Linked DNA regions of Mus musculus: region 2 is linked to region 1. A link is a contact called in public promoter capture Hi-C data. All regions are on one chromosome and are shown on one strand. Each heading gives the region's core, a stretch centred on a gene start, on an enhancer-like site or on the middle of the called end of the contact. The rest is flanking DNA. Distances are from core to core; before and after follow the strand shown.

Region 1 (7,069 bases), core at 1,392-3,891:
CTTCCCTTCCCGCTTTCTCCTTCTTAAGTCTTTAAAAAACATGTCTCTCCTACCAAAAGAGTTAGGATAACCTAGTTCTTTATCTCTCCTTCAAATATAATTGCCTTGAAAAGCAGGCAGAACACAGAATAAGGACTTCACTGGTTCTTCCGAGGGTTGTTGGTATGTCACATAGATATAATACACCACTTGAATTTCTAATTCTCAAATACAGCAATTGTGAGGGGGGTGGAAAACTACTGGAATTTGGATTTTGTCAAAGTAAGTGCCATTTTGAAACAACTTGTAAACTGTGGTTTGTTTTTTGGGTTTTGTTTTTTTTTTTTTTTTTTTTTCTTTTTTTAGGATTAAGCTAATCTATTAAAGAATTTTGGAAAATGAGGAGTTTGAACCTTGTTTTAAATACTTCCCAATATAAGAAGACCTTAGATCTAGGCTGTGATTCTCCCTCTGATCCAAAAAAGGTTTTGTTTGTACACAGCCTGACATGAAGACAGATACAAAAATGAACTAGACTGGGCATAGATCTTGAGAGTCCAGTAAGGAGTAGCTAAAAATCCGTTTTCTATTTCAAGCACTAAACTTAGGCCTGAAAGCAGAGTGCTTGTTCAAGAAGGAAAAACACTGAACCATGATCAGCACTGGCAATTACTAGCTGCTAAAACATTTTCTTACCATTTAATGCTATCGATAGAATACATTTACCCAGTTCCACCCATTGCTAGACACATCAAGAAGAAAAATAATCGGGACTCGACTTAGTACACTCACTCCACGAAAGTAAAAACTGCAAACTCAGTGGTGTATCAGAGCCAGAACTATGCCACAAATGCCTGGGAATACATAGTAAGTGGTACAAATATGTTGTAAATCAAACAGCCAGATTTGTCGTACATGTAGAGCACGGGGAATAGTTAAAACTCAAGTCTTAGGTGCAGGATTAAAAGTCTATCAGCTTTTCAAAACATTTGAGTGGGGACTTCAAAGTTCAAATAACAAAAATCAAAAGGTTTTTCAAGTGTTCCAGTTGACTAAGTATCCCTATAAGCATGAATTGGGCTAGGTAAATCCAGTCACCAGGCAGATTATTTTTAAAGTCATGACTCCCAAGACTCTTGGCCCAGTACTGTTTGCTCCAGCACACTAGGTTTATAAGTGAAATTCAGAAGGTTGGCAGATACAGTGTGGGGGTAACCAAATACCCACAAAGGGAATTCCTGGGCGCACCAAGCTTTCACCCTAAAATAGCACGCCCTAAATGTACGAAACTTCTTTAAATGTTTAAATGTATATGGCGAGGGTACACATTTCCTTTGTAATAAAGGGTTTGAGACGCGCTACGACCATTAATCAACTCTGAAAAGAATTGTGTAAAACAAAACCCAAAGTTTCCCGCCACCCCTTCCTTCCATAGCATAATTAATGGGCTTCCACTGTTCATATTTGAGCAATTTTGATGTAGTAGAGGCCCTCTAAACTAGTTACAGACTCTAAGCCCCGCCGATGGGATTTCCTAGCTGCTAGAAGTTCCAGGCACGACACGATATGCGTTGTCCTAAGTCCCATTTCATACACCAAGGCCTTCTTAAACACTTAAATACCAGGGCAGAAGGTAGCAGTTCAGCCTCCATCTGTTCATTCCTCTCTAGAACTCAAAGATGCCCAACTCAGAGTTTAACTCACCTTCCGGTCCTCAGTAGGCGGCCATGCGGCTAGCCGGAAGCTATGGCTTTCCGTCTTCAGTAAGCATGCGCGGCTTCACCAAGCGTGCGCCGACGGTTCTGGGAAATGTAGTTCGGAAGGCACGGTGTGGGCTTTTAGCCGAAGCCCACCGCATGCGCAGGTTTCTGATGCAGCTTCCTCTTTACCGCAAGCCAATACGAGAAATATAGTCTGGTCTAAAATGAGAAAAAAAGATTTTCAAATGCTGGCTATCCTATATGAAAACTAAGAGATTGAAGATCCTGTCCCAACATCGTTTAATTAACAGAAATTTAACCTTGAGAGTCGAAACATTTACTACTAGAATGTAAATGTAAGGGTTAAAGGGAAATGCTTTGACCTGAAAACACTGAAAGATTGCGACAGAACAGGGCCAAGGAATTCTGCTTCAGCACCACGGAGAGATCATGGCTCCAGTTTTGAGTTTCTGCTTTTGACAATTATAGAAATGTTGCCCCAAGTCTTAAAATTCCAGTCAGAAAACTGAAAATCCTGGTTCTTTGGTCCAAACTTAGCATAAGGTTGGACCAAAGAGCTACCCCAGAGCTGTGCAATACATGTCATAGATATAGATAGTGGTGGTCCAGATTGCTTTAAAAGGAGACCCCTCCTTAGAATAAAAATTAAAATATGCGTGTATGTGGGCACATCACAGGTATCCTGGACACATGTCCGCACTTGAGTTCTGTTTTCCTTCTGAACCTCTGGTCAAGCCCATCTCTCCCTCCACTGTGCAACCTCACACCTGGTGATGCCCAAGCGGGGCTGTCGGGAGAGATACCCGCACGAGAGCCTGCAGCGCGGTGTGTGTACCGCCTCCGTGCCCACTTTCTCTCTGCTGTGCGGATGGCCGGCTGGTCAAACGGAAAGCTCGCGGGTGTCCCGCACAGCTGCGCCCCGCACCTCTCTCCCTCCGCCCGCCCCGCGCCGGGCCCGCGCCTGCGCACTGCGCCGCGCCACGGGTGGTCGCGAGGCGGACGCCGGTCCCGGAGCCTGACCATTGGCCACTGAGCCGAGCCGGCGCTGCCCCGCGCGGGGGTGGCAGCACGTGCCAGGGGCGAGAGCGGAGACCGCAGCTATGGCGTCGTTACTTTGGGGAGGCGACGCCGGGGCGGCGGAGAGCGAGCGGCTGAACAGCCACGTAACTGCCGCTGAGCAGGGGAGGGCCCAGGGGCGGGGGCTAGAACAGGGACTCCCGAGGGAAGTCCCCTGGGAAGGGGAGCGCCCGGCCGGCGTTTAGAGCGGGGTGTCAAGTGATGGGGGGTGTCAAGTGATGGGGGGCTGGGCTGGAAAGGCCACAGAAAAGGAGACTCCCAGAAAGGACCGACCTTTGATTTGAAAGGGCAGAGACCCCCTCAGGAAATACAGAGAGAGTGCGCAGCTGCTAGTCCTATCTGTACTGAGTTTTCTCCTATCCTGGTTTTGACCATTTAGCAGGCTTCTCATCTTCATAGCCACCTTCCCCTTGTAGTTGTAAACCACCCATCACCCAGATGCTGCCCATATTCAAACTAAGAGCCCTTATAAAGAGAGACTATGGAAGCCCCCATTCTATTATATGAGAATTCATACAATTACACAGATTCTTATAATGAAATCATTAACCCTTAACATTGCAAAGGAAGCAGTTTGAGGTGGTCTTCCCTCCCCTTGCTGTAGGATAGCGCCATGCTTCTTGCTTGATGTCCTGCTTCCTAACCTTGGTTGAATTTTGTGCCTTTCAATAGTTTTCAAATCTCGTCCATCCCAGGAAGAACCTTCGTGGTATTAGGAGTACCACAGTCCCAAACATAGGTGAGTGTTGTTAGGCTAAAGCAAGACTGGCTTAATTAACACCTTTGCTTTCCCCATGTATCTGCCATGAAATAGCTTTGGCTTCCTTCCTCTCCACTGAAAATCCTCCACCTCCTCAGGCACATCGCTTTACTCTTGCAGGAGATGGCTCTGTTTGCATACACTGTAGCGTCTGTGAGACGTTCTGAGAATGCATTGTATGTTTCCACTCAACATTTTTCTTTATGCTTCTTATTTTCCCTTTTACCCTCATAGACGGCTCTCTTAACACGGAAGATGATGATGATGATGAAGACGATGTAGGTAGGAGACAAGCTCGACTGAATGTACCTATTAGCTCTGCTGCTTGGTTTACCATCGCTTTGACTGTGCTAAAAGGATTAATTTCCTTGGGAAAGCACTATCTTTGTTTTCTTTTTGAATGAATACTATGGGGGGGGAGTACTGAATTAGGAGGGGGGTGCATTCCTTTAGACTACGTTGAAATGAAAACTGCAAGGTGTAGATTAAGAATTTTCGGTTTGGCTAGGAAGATATTGCAATTAGATGTCGGTCTGCACGTGGTCAAGGGTTTGCACAACAGAGCATAAGAAACTGGGTCTTGGTAAAAGGAGGGAATCCTCGGTGCTGTGGCATTCCTTCTCGGACTTCCTTTTGTCAGGAAGATGAGAACAAGCTGCTGTTGGTTGATATGTACTGTTGCTCAGTAGGAGATAACAGTTAATTAGCTGTCATCCGGGAGGTTTGATGTCCTCTTGTGATTTTGCCTTTTTTTTTTTTTAGTGGATTTGGCAGCCAATTCACTCTTAAACAAGCTAATCCGTCAGTCCTTAATAGAATCCAGCCACCGAGTGGAAGTCTTACAGAAGGATCCCAGCTCTCCACTCTACTCGGTGAAAACCTTTGAAGAGCTACGGCTGTGAGTATCTTAGCTCTTAGTGTATGTGGATGCTTATGCAAGTAAACATTAACAGCCTACCATGCTAGTTACCCAAACCCATCAGCATCCCCCCTTCGTTTCCTAGCACGCCGTATTAAAGTAGATCCTATAGTTTTACATTGCAATTAAAACATATCTCAGGGAATACTCGGATACCTAAGTTGGCTAGGTATCCTGAGCACTTTTTGATAGAAAATATTTTAATCTTGCAGAAGTTGGGGATACCCAATCGAGGACAGAATCCAGACACAGGCGTTGATGGCCTGAGCATGATCCCCTTAGCACTTCTTAAAAAGTTATAAGCTTTTGCTTTTCTAACCATACTTTATTTCAAATGGTATTAAAATGAGTAACTTTCTCAAATGAGTTTTCATCCCCTAGGGTTAAAATTGCCATGAAGAAAATATATTCTAACAACAACAACAAAAGGCCACAGATATGTGAGGCCAAACCAGGCTTATGTTGCCTGCCGTGTATGAAGGCAGAATGGACCTGGCTAGGTAGCAGCTTGGCCAACTATCCAAACGGCAACTTTAGACAAGCCTTTTGCCCATACCTCAGGCCCACTGGCTTGAATGATGAGCCTGTGAGTGAGTGTGGACAGCCGCTGCGGCACTCATCCCAGGGCTTGGCTGTAACTCAGTGTTACTTATACTTACTTAGCACACACTTTTGCTTTGTAGTAGAGAAATGGCTTATAAATCTGGAAGATGTCTTCATTGATTATGGAGGATTGGATTTCTGATTCTTGTTTGGCCTTTGTTGCGAGCTTCTCAATCGGGAACGCCCACTATTTGGTTTCCAAGAGAATGATATAGTAGCATAGGAACTTATATAAAGGAAAAGATCCAACATCCCAGTGCCCAGACACTTTCTAAGTGAGAGAGAGGCCTGTGATTAAGACGGGGTTGCCAGTCATCCAACAAATAACATAGCAAATTAGGAACACCCAATGTAGCCAGGCATATGGCGGTGCTTTCCTTCGGTTGCAACACTTGGAAGGCAAAAGTAGGTGATCTCTGTGGGCTCAAGGCCAGCCTGGTCTACAGAGACAGTTTCAGGACAGCCAGACTGGCTACACAGAGAAACCCTGATTGGAAGAAGAAGAAAAATATGAGAAAAGAACACCCAAATGTATGAGTGACTCATGAAAGGTGTAAATGTTCTAGCCCATTTGGGCTGTGCGCATTCGGACATTTTGCAGAGGAGTACAGGAAAAATGCATTTTAAAGTTCCTGCATCAGCAATATGGGATTATAGGGTATGGAGTCAAAAAGAAACCATAAGAGTCGCCTCAATCATCCTTTTCTTTTCTGAAAATTTCTGTCATTCATAAAAAGGAATTAAACCACAACTGCCACTTGGTGTCCCAGTTTTGTGGGAAAATAACACTTGCTGTAAATGGATATGTTCCTTTCATCAGAAGAATCCTCTCCCCCCCCCCAACCCCCGCCAACCATCTAACAGAACGTTTGGCTTTCACCCCTTACTCCTTCCCTTGACCCAGGCTTCTAGCCTAGTTTATTATTTTAGTAGTCCAACTTAGAGGCATGACTGTATATAGTTGGGAGTAGGGTTGATGTATAAATAATGTATTTCTAAGTATGACTTCCAGTGCTTATAGGACGTTAATCTTTATTGCCTTGACTGGATTTGAAATGACCCAGGTCACACCCAGGTATGTGTCTGAGGTGTTTGCAGTGAGGTTTAGGCGAGAAGGAAAGAACGTCCTGCATGGGGCTGGCACTGTCATGGGCTGGGGGCTTCGTCTGAGTAAAACACAGGAAAGGAGAAAGCCAGCTGAACGGAGCAGAGTCAATCTCTGTTTTCTGACCACAGGCACAATGAGACCAGCAACTTTACATGCTCACCAACACGCTCTCCCCTCCATAATGGACTTTGCCCCTCCGTAAACCATGAGCTAAAATAAATCCCTAAGTGTCAAACACTGTGGCTGAGACAACTAACAACGCTCAATTGCAAATGGCACCTCAGAGGTGCACCTTTCAAGTATGCATTTCTGTATGCATATTAATGAGGCTACCATCCAGCAGAGGGTTTGTGACGAATTTGAGAATTAATTCTGTTTATCTGTCTGTCTGTCGGGTCTGTCGGTCTGTCTGTCTGTTTTATAGAAAAGAAGAATTACTAAAAGGGATTTATGCAATGGGATTTAACCGACCATCCAAAATCCAAGAGATGGCCCTCCCCATGATGCTAGCACACCCGTGAGTTTACAGGGTAGTGGTCTTTCAAGTCGCTTGGTTTTGGTTTCTTCTGTTTATGCCCAGGAGCTTGTATTCTGTTTATGCCCGGTTGTCTTCTTTTTTCACAGTCCCCAGAACCTCATAGCACAGAGCCAGTCCGGCACAGGAAAAACTGCTGCCTTTGTCTTAGCAATGCTAAGCCGAGTGAATGCCTTGGAACTGTTTCCACAGGTAAGGAAGGGCTGCGGTGGAAATTATTGTAACTGCAATGGCAGTCATGTTTAAGCAATGCCTGGTCCTTCTGCAGATATATGATTACTGCAGTGAAATGTAGACTCGGCCTTCCTTCATAAACTCCTAGAGCTCTGGGTAGGATATGGGATAGTGGTGCCCAGCACTGGCCAGG
Region 2 (7,069 bases), core at 1,361-3,860, 2.1 Mb before region 1:
TTGGCTCCTCCTCTCCATCCTATCAATGCCAAACCCCTTCAAGTGTTTTCTCTTGAGGGTTTATTTTGTTGTTGATGATGATGTAATTTTGTTGATTGGTTTTGTTTGTTGCTTTTTGTCTTTGATGACCTGGTTTACCACACTTACGACTGTGAAAATGTTTCCTTTCCAGTAAGCTCAGATAAGTCAGGAGACAAAAATACGATCGTGGAGAGACAGAAGGTTAAAAATCTCTGAGAAAAAGTCTTGTCACCATTTCACAAGCAAAGAAAAGAGGAGGCACACTTGCATATTGGATTCTGTGCTAAGAATCACTAACAAGACTGAATAAGAATTCACTTTAACGAGATCTTTTCTATTTTTAACTCATAGCCTATATCGGAGAACTTTTTAAATAACAAGCATTGATCCAAATGATCCCAGTGAGCTCATAGAAATTTAAGTAGGAAAATCATAAAATCATCCCAATTTGTCTCAGCAGGGGAGAGTTTTTAAAAATCCTACAAAGAAAATATTTTACAAAATTAAGGGCTTTTTGGTTTGTTTTGGTTTGGTTGGTTTTTGGTTTTTTGTTTTTAATAAAAGTGATAGACAGGGAAGAGAATTAGAATTAACAAAGCTGACATTTTCCTTGCTGAAAGCTACAAAAGATGGCAGGCCCCTTAGGCTATACTTAACAGGGCAGTCGAGCTAATGGGGGTCCCCTCACAAGCTTGGTGGCCTATTAATACTGCTTTTTAAGTTACAGGCTAACCCTAAAAATCCTCAGTTTTCTTTCTCACTCCGGAGCTAGTTCGATCAGGAAGCCTACATGGCAATCAAGGATTATCCGGAAAGCTTAACAACCTCAAGAAGCATGTACCATGAGCAAAATACTCTGGAACCACAACATCCCAGAATTGCATAAGCAGGATGGCAGCCTGCTGGGGAAACCGGGAGGCATATGTGTGGGAGGGCCCTGTCTTGGGTAGATACAGAACAAAAGCTGAAAAGTAAACGCATAAATAAGAGCTAAGCAAAGAGAAGACTTGAGTTGGAAGAACAGAGTGAAGAAAATATTCCTTACATGGGCAACAATGTTGCAGTCCATAGGATGGGGAATGCCTTCCCAAGCCCTTCTGTGTTTGCCAACATTCAGTTATAGAAGCTCTTTGTGAATGGATTTATGGTGAGAAAAAAAAAATTTAGAGGTGGAAATTATCTTTATAATAAACGTGTTAATTGTGTTACTACCGATGAAGAGATATAACCTAACCACATTACCCATCAAGGGACTAGAGCACAAATAGATTAAGCAATTTTAAAGAATAATTAGAACAGCTATGAATTCAATGAATATCTCTTTAATGATACCTAGTACTTTACACATTGAGACTGCAACCCTGGAAGGAAAAATAATTCCAATAGTAGATAAAAATTCTTGCTGCCAAGGATCTTACAATCTACTAGGAGCTTACTCGTGTAGCAGAGTTCTTAAGAAAGAAGACAGTAATGTCCTTGACAGGCCTCAGAAGGTAGTTTATGACAGAATGAGAATCAACGTCATCTAATTCCAAAGGAATTGCAATTTCATTTTTGCTGTGAGGATAATGGTAATGGGACCACAAATTCCTAGCACTCCAGCCAAGAGCTTTATCACTGAGCTATATTCTCATCCCCCCCCCCAAATTTCATTTATTGACAGTCTATGGATGAGGTCCACTCTTTCAGTGATACAAAGAAAAGAAGGGTGGGTGGCTCCAGCAGTAACCTTTTACTTTAAGTGAATAGATTCCTATCTTTTGATATCTCCATGCAGAGGGCAATGTCCAGCTCAGGTTAGTCAGATGACAAGCTCTGACCTGCACAATGGCCAGTGTGAAATAGCTCCCTCTCCAGTGTGATGAGTCTTACCCCTCCACTAGTATCTCTTAGGCTGTATCAAAATTCAGAGCTGAACCTTAAATTATTCTGAGCTAGTGAGGGGGTTGTATTTCTTAGCCCTAATAACCACTTAGAAACTAGTAAAATTTAATTCCCTCAAGGCACCCATCCCGACAGAAGCCCTCCCCAAGGGCACTACTGAGGGGGCAGGTGTTGAAGTATTTTGGATGACTCAGACACCTGTTTCCAAATATTATCTAACTAAGCTTCGCCCCCTTCTCTTTGAGCTCTCCTCAAGGCTTCGGTCTGGGGACTCTGGAGCCTATTCCAATGGGTAAACCGAAGTCTCTCCCTGCCTCCTATGCTGCAAATGAGGTACCCTGCATGAAAAAGGCAGTAGATGGGCCCAACAGTACCTTGAGCCAGAACTAGGTGCGAAAAGTCCAGTTCTGACTCAAACCAGACCTTTAAAGGGGACGCATGCCATGATCCTGCAGAAGATCTGAAAGGCAAGGGTCCGGCACAGCTGTGACACCTCACCTGCACTTCTGCTGACTCGCGCGATTATGAGCAGCACTATCCCAAACACAGGCCCCGGGGAAACCATGTTTGTGAAGATCCTGATTAACCCGCCGAATTCAGGAAGAGCCCCTATGCGGGGGCGGGGACAGGGCAGAGGCGTGGTCTTGCGTAGTGGGCGGGGCCTGGGAGGGTCTACCTATCGGGCCCCACCCTCAAGCCTTCAGTACGCGAAACCATCAGCGGCGCGGCGCGGCGCGGCGCAGGGCGCTCCCCTCCCGGCCTCCGTAGTTAAAAAAAAAAGAAAAAAGAAAAAAGAAAAAAAAAAACGGTTACCCAGCAACGAGATAAAACACTGGAACCATCCGCACCAGCTTGAAGAGAAAGAAGAGGTGAGGCAGTTTCCCCCACTCCCTCTCCAATGTGGAGGCTTCGCCATTTTCCTTCGTGCCGTAGTCTCTCCGCATCTCCAATACTCCCGCAACTCCTGGACCAGACAGAGAGCCTGGCAAGCCCTTTCTCGGAGAATCTGGAACGCTAGGTCTTTGGCGTCCCGCCCACGGTTTGACCTGCTTCCCCTCGACAGCCTGTCCTCCCCCGCCCGGTTCAGGGCTTTACACAGCTCTCAAGATTCGATATCTAATCTGCTGTTTGTGGCCAAAAGAGAGAAAGGGAAGAGACTCCACAGGTTAGGCCTTGTTAAACCTCTAGTCCTCCAGCCTCGACCCCAACCAGCGCCGCCTTTGTGCTTCTTGGGGGAGGCAGAGGGAGCACACGCCCAGACCCGAAGCTCTCTTTTCTCAATAATCAAATCCTATGTCAGCCACCTTTAAGCCAGTCCTCGAATAATAAGATAAAAGAAGGCCTGAGAAAACCAGAAAATAAGATTCCCCAAACATCAAAAGCTGACTCCCAAATACACGACCTCCCCTTTCACAATCCCTCATCAGAAAGCAGAGGCACTTGAGAACATGCTTCAAAAGTTGGGGCTGAAAAACAAGTGAAACTATTCAACAAATTATAATAATTTCTAGAACGACTAGATTTTTGTTTGCTTGCTTGCTATTTGTTTGATTTTTGGGTTTTTGAGGCAGGGTTTCTCTGTTTAGCCCCTGGCTGTCCGGAAACTCACCCTGTAGACAAGGCTGACCTTGAACTCACAAAGACCCACCTACCCTTGCCTCCCAAGTACTGCACTTGAAATAGTTTCTTCTCAGCAATGTAAAGGGGATTGTTTATACCAGCTTCTCAGCAATCATTGTCTCTTCAATACTGTGGGCTTGCAACATCTACCCTCACCTCTTAAGGACAGAAAAACAAAGTACTTAATCTAGTGAAAACTGTGGTTCTCTAACTTTGAAAATATGTATTTGTCTAATTTAATGGATCTGGATTTATGATACTATAATTCACAAAGCATAGTGTTTATCCACCAGGCTGGCTCTAATCGCCGCACTTGGGAGACAGAGGCAGGTAGATCTCTGAGTTAGAGGGCAGCCTGGTCTACATAGTTACAGAACAGCCAGAGCTATGTTGAGAGACTCTGTCTCAGAAAACAAACAAAATAGTTCAGTGGTAGAATTCAAAACTCTAGGAGAAAAGGATAGACGTGGTGGGGTGAATTTGGTGTTCATTTATTTAGTATGTGCATGTGTATGGGCACGGCCTCCATGATGTCGTCAGCCTATGGAAGTCAGAGAACATTTTGTGAGAGTCAGTTCACTTCGGCCACAATAGGATGTGCGTGGATTTGATTCAGATCTACTGAGATAGAGAGAGCACCAGGACCTAGATTGTGTGACTTTTTTCTTTTTAAAGTCCAAAATATGGTATGTGTGTTTGAGAAATGATTTGAGTCGTGATAGTGAGTTGGTTTGTGAAACTTGTGATTATATAATTTAAATTAGGCACTTTTTACTGAATCTTTAGGTACCATATAGGCAATTCTTTCCGAGGAGATGTCGATTCCTTTCTCCAACACCCACTACCGAATTCCACAAGGATTTGGAAATCTTCTTGAAGGGCTGACACGGGAGATTCTGAGGGAGCAACCGGACAATATACCAGCTTTTGCCGCAGCGTATTTTGAGAACCTTCTAGAGAAAAGAGAGAGTAAGCTCTTTTAAAAAAAAAAATAGGAATTTTAAAATAAACTAAGCATTTCATTATGGTAAAACTTAAGATTGAGGAATATACATGTCTTCAGCCTGTGACCACCATGTACGTGCAAACACATATCTAGCACTACACACACACACACACACACACACATACACACACACACACACACACACACACGGGAGCATGAAAACATACACACATACAAAAAAGAAAAAAAGAACATTAAAAATCATGGTCATTGTGCAGAAAGCCTTTATAAGGCCAGTGGTTGCAAGTACGGCTCTTACTGTTTGCAACAGGCTGTGACAGTTCAGTACCCTGCCATTCTCTCTGTATTTCTCACAGATGCAGTATGGAAGGACCCTATTCTCAGGCAACCCTGCTAGCTCACTGCCTGTTCTTCCTGAGAGGATAATTTGCAGTTTTCTTTAAATTTTGATTCTTCTCATTTGAAAGTATCATAAGTGTTATAAAAATAATTTAACACTCCCTAGATTAAATAAACCGGGTTTCGCTGGGGTATATGAAACTGTTCTTCAACGAAGGCACAGAAACAAACTGCTTTGGCAAGTGAATTGCCAGCTGGGAAGGTAATTTACATTCTATGTACTTTCCAGGTCCCATCCTGCACAGAGACTAAGGTTCATGCTAGCAGTGACTTTGATTTTAAGCCAAAGTGAAGTTCCTATACTTCCTTTGTACGATGTACAAATCCCAGCCTTGACGATTCATGAATATGAGGATCTGGCTCACAGGTCAAAGGGGGAAAGAACAATTATCATCATGTTTGTGCTGAAAACCTACTCTTGCCTGGAACAATCATAGTATAGAAGGTTTGTTACCATTACTTTAGGCAAAGTAGACTGGAAATACCCCTAAGCAAACAGATGTTCCTTCATAAATCATTTTACAGAGAGAGGAAACCCAGGACACAGATAGAATCCAAATAACTCACACACACTGAACAGCTCCACCTCCTGTCCCTTGTGATCCTGCCTTTGAAGAACTCAAAATTTCCACCAGTTTCCTGACTCCTGCTGGTCTGTTTCATATCCAGTCAGGGTGAATGTTTGCTGCACAATCTACAATATTAGTAGGGGAAAGCTATTAAGATATATTGTCTGATTAAAAGTAATGTTTGTATGAACATGAATTTGGTTATTGTAACATTGACTTTTACAAATTCATGCAGTAAAAATCTTTAGTCATTTGTTTAATTTTAGAACTCAGGAGCATACCATTAAAAAAATATTTGAGTCATTGTTACCAGGTCACAGTAATAAAAACAATTGATGACTAATGGCCTTAGAATACTAGTTCTCTGATAAACAAGTGGCTAAAACCATTTGAAAAAAAAACTTAACCACCACACCCACTTCCACTTACGTCAACTAAAGGTGAATTACCAACTGATACAGTGTAAAAACTTAACCTTCACAAGTATAATCAAAATAAATGAGTGTGGACTTCTAAACCAACAATGTCCGGTCTCCCACATGGCAAGAATTCCCTTGCCACCGTTTTTCATGGGTGGCTAGTAGTCTTCATTTTTGTGACAGGAAACCTGTGACTATACAGTGTAAGTGGTAGCTCAAGTCATTAGGAGAAAATGGACTTCTTAAATAGTATTGAGATCAAAATAAGAAAACAAAATTGTATCAATACTTTATATCATAGCCCCAGATAAATAATAAGTTGATTCCAGATTTAAATACTAAGAAAGAAACCATATAAATGCTGGGAGGTACTTCATCCCTTAAGAAAAACATCTTGCTTGCCAAGTTGCTTCAAACTCAAAGGCAACACGGTTGAAGGAACAGATTGATGGAACTGACAGCATAAGAAGTCAGCTTGTGTGTAACAAAGCAGCATGAAGAAAACAAAATAACAAACTGAGAAAAATGCTTGCAGTTCACGTCCCAGCAGCCCAGTGAGTTAATAAGCCTAATAAATAGCTTGTAAAAATCATGTGTTAAACGCCTTTATGTCAAGAGATAACGGTTCACACAAAAATTAACACAGATAGCTCTTAACATGAAAAGCTACCCCAACTATCCCATAATAACAATTCCAATCAAAATTGGGCATATAGAGATAGCTTCGGGGATAAGAGCACTTCTGCTCTTCCAGAAGACCCAAGCTCAGATAGCAGCAGCCACCTGGGCAGCTTTACAACTGCCTGTAACTACAGTTCCAGGGGATCTGATTTCTTGTTTCCATTGGCACACACACAAATACAGTAATGAAAAACAGAAGAAACTACACTCAACTACCAACAACTACTATGTATTCTCAGCAAGCCAAAAGTTTATCAGTATGATTTGTAGATTAGGCTAAGACAAATAAGCCCTCACACTCATTCCTACTGGAGGTAGAACATGCATCCACAGGAAAGGAATTCTGTAGTATCTGTCAAACTTACTTAACTGTAAGCCAAGAAGTTCCCCCTCTACACATTCCATTATACTGTCATTTATTAAAACAACCCAAATATACATATTAGGTGATTTTTTTTTTTAATGTTTGCACTGGCCCAAACAACAAAGCAAATCAGTCTTTAGCCCAT

Evidence for each region. Promoter capture Hi-C pulls out the DNA fragments that hold promoters and counts their contacts.
Region 2: a promoter capture Hi-C map of liver shows a contact between it and region 1, with 4 times the contacts expected there. The contact joins the promoter of Spa17 here to the promoter of Pus3 in region 1. A contact is called at or near these places in 7 of 39 promoter capture datasets (the 3T3-L1 cell line, cranial neural crest, hippocampal neurons and 3 more), 2 of 484 Hi-C or Micro-C datasets (CD4 T cells and CD8 T cells), 1 of 115 datasets of contacts at active chromatin or transcription factors (astrocytes) and 2 of 9 other capture datasets (adipose tissue and liver).

Annotation. Positions count from the first base shown.
Region 1 is chr9:35,554,132-35,561,200 of GRCm38.p6, reverse strand. Pus3 (pseudouridine synthase 3) reads right to left here and starts at 2,641. Exons shown (of 5, transcript NM_023292.5): 1 at 2,468-2,641; 2 at 1,684-1,898. It overlaps Ddx25 (DEAD box helicase 25), which reads left to right and starts at 2,731. Exons shown (of 12, transcript NM_013932.4): 1 at 2,731-2,863; 2 at 3,450-3,516; 3 at 3,772-3,819; 4 at 4,300-4,435; 5 at 6,592-6,684; 6 at 6,792-6,894. The coding sequence starts at 2,801. Hyls1 (HYLS1, centriolar and ciliogenesis associated) reads left to right here. Exons shown (of 4, transcript NM_029762.1): 4 at 1-380. The coding sequence ends at 27.
Region 2 is chr9:37,609,261-37,616,329 of GRCm38.p6, reverse strand. Spa17 (sperm autoantigenic protein 17) reads left to right here and starts at 2,610. Exons shown (of 5, transcript NM_011449.2): 1 at 2,610-2,774; 2 at 4,312-4,494. The coding sequence starts at 4,341. Siae (sialic acid acetylesterase) reads right to left here and starts at 2,509. Exons shown (of 10, transcript NM_011734.4): 1 at 2,404-2,509. The coding sequence starts at 2,470.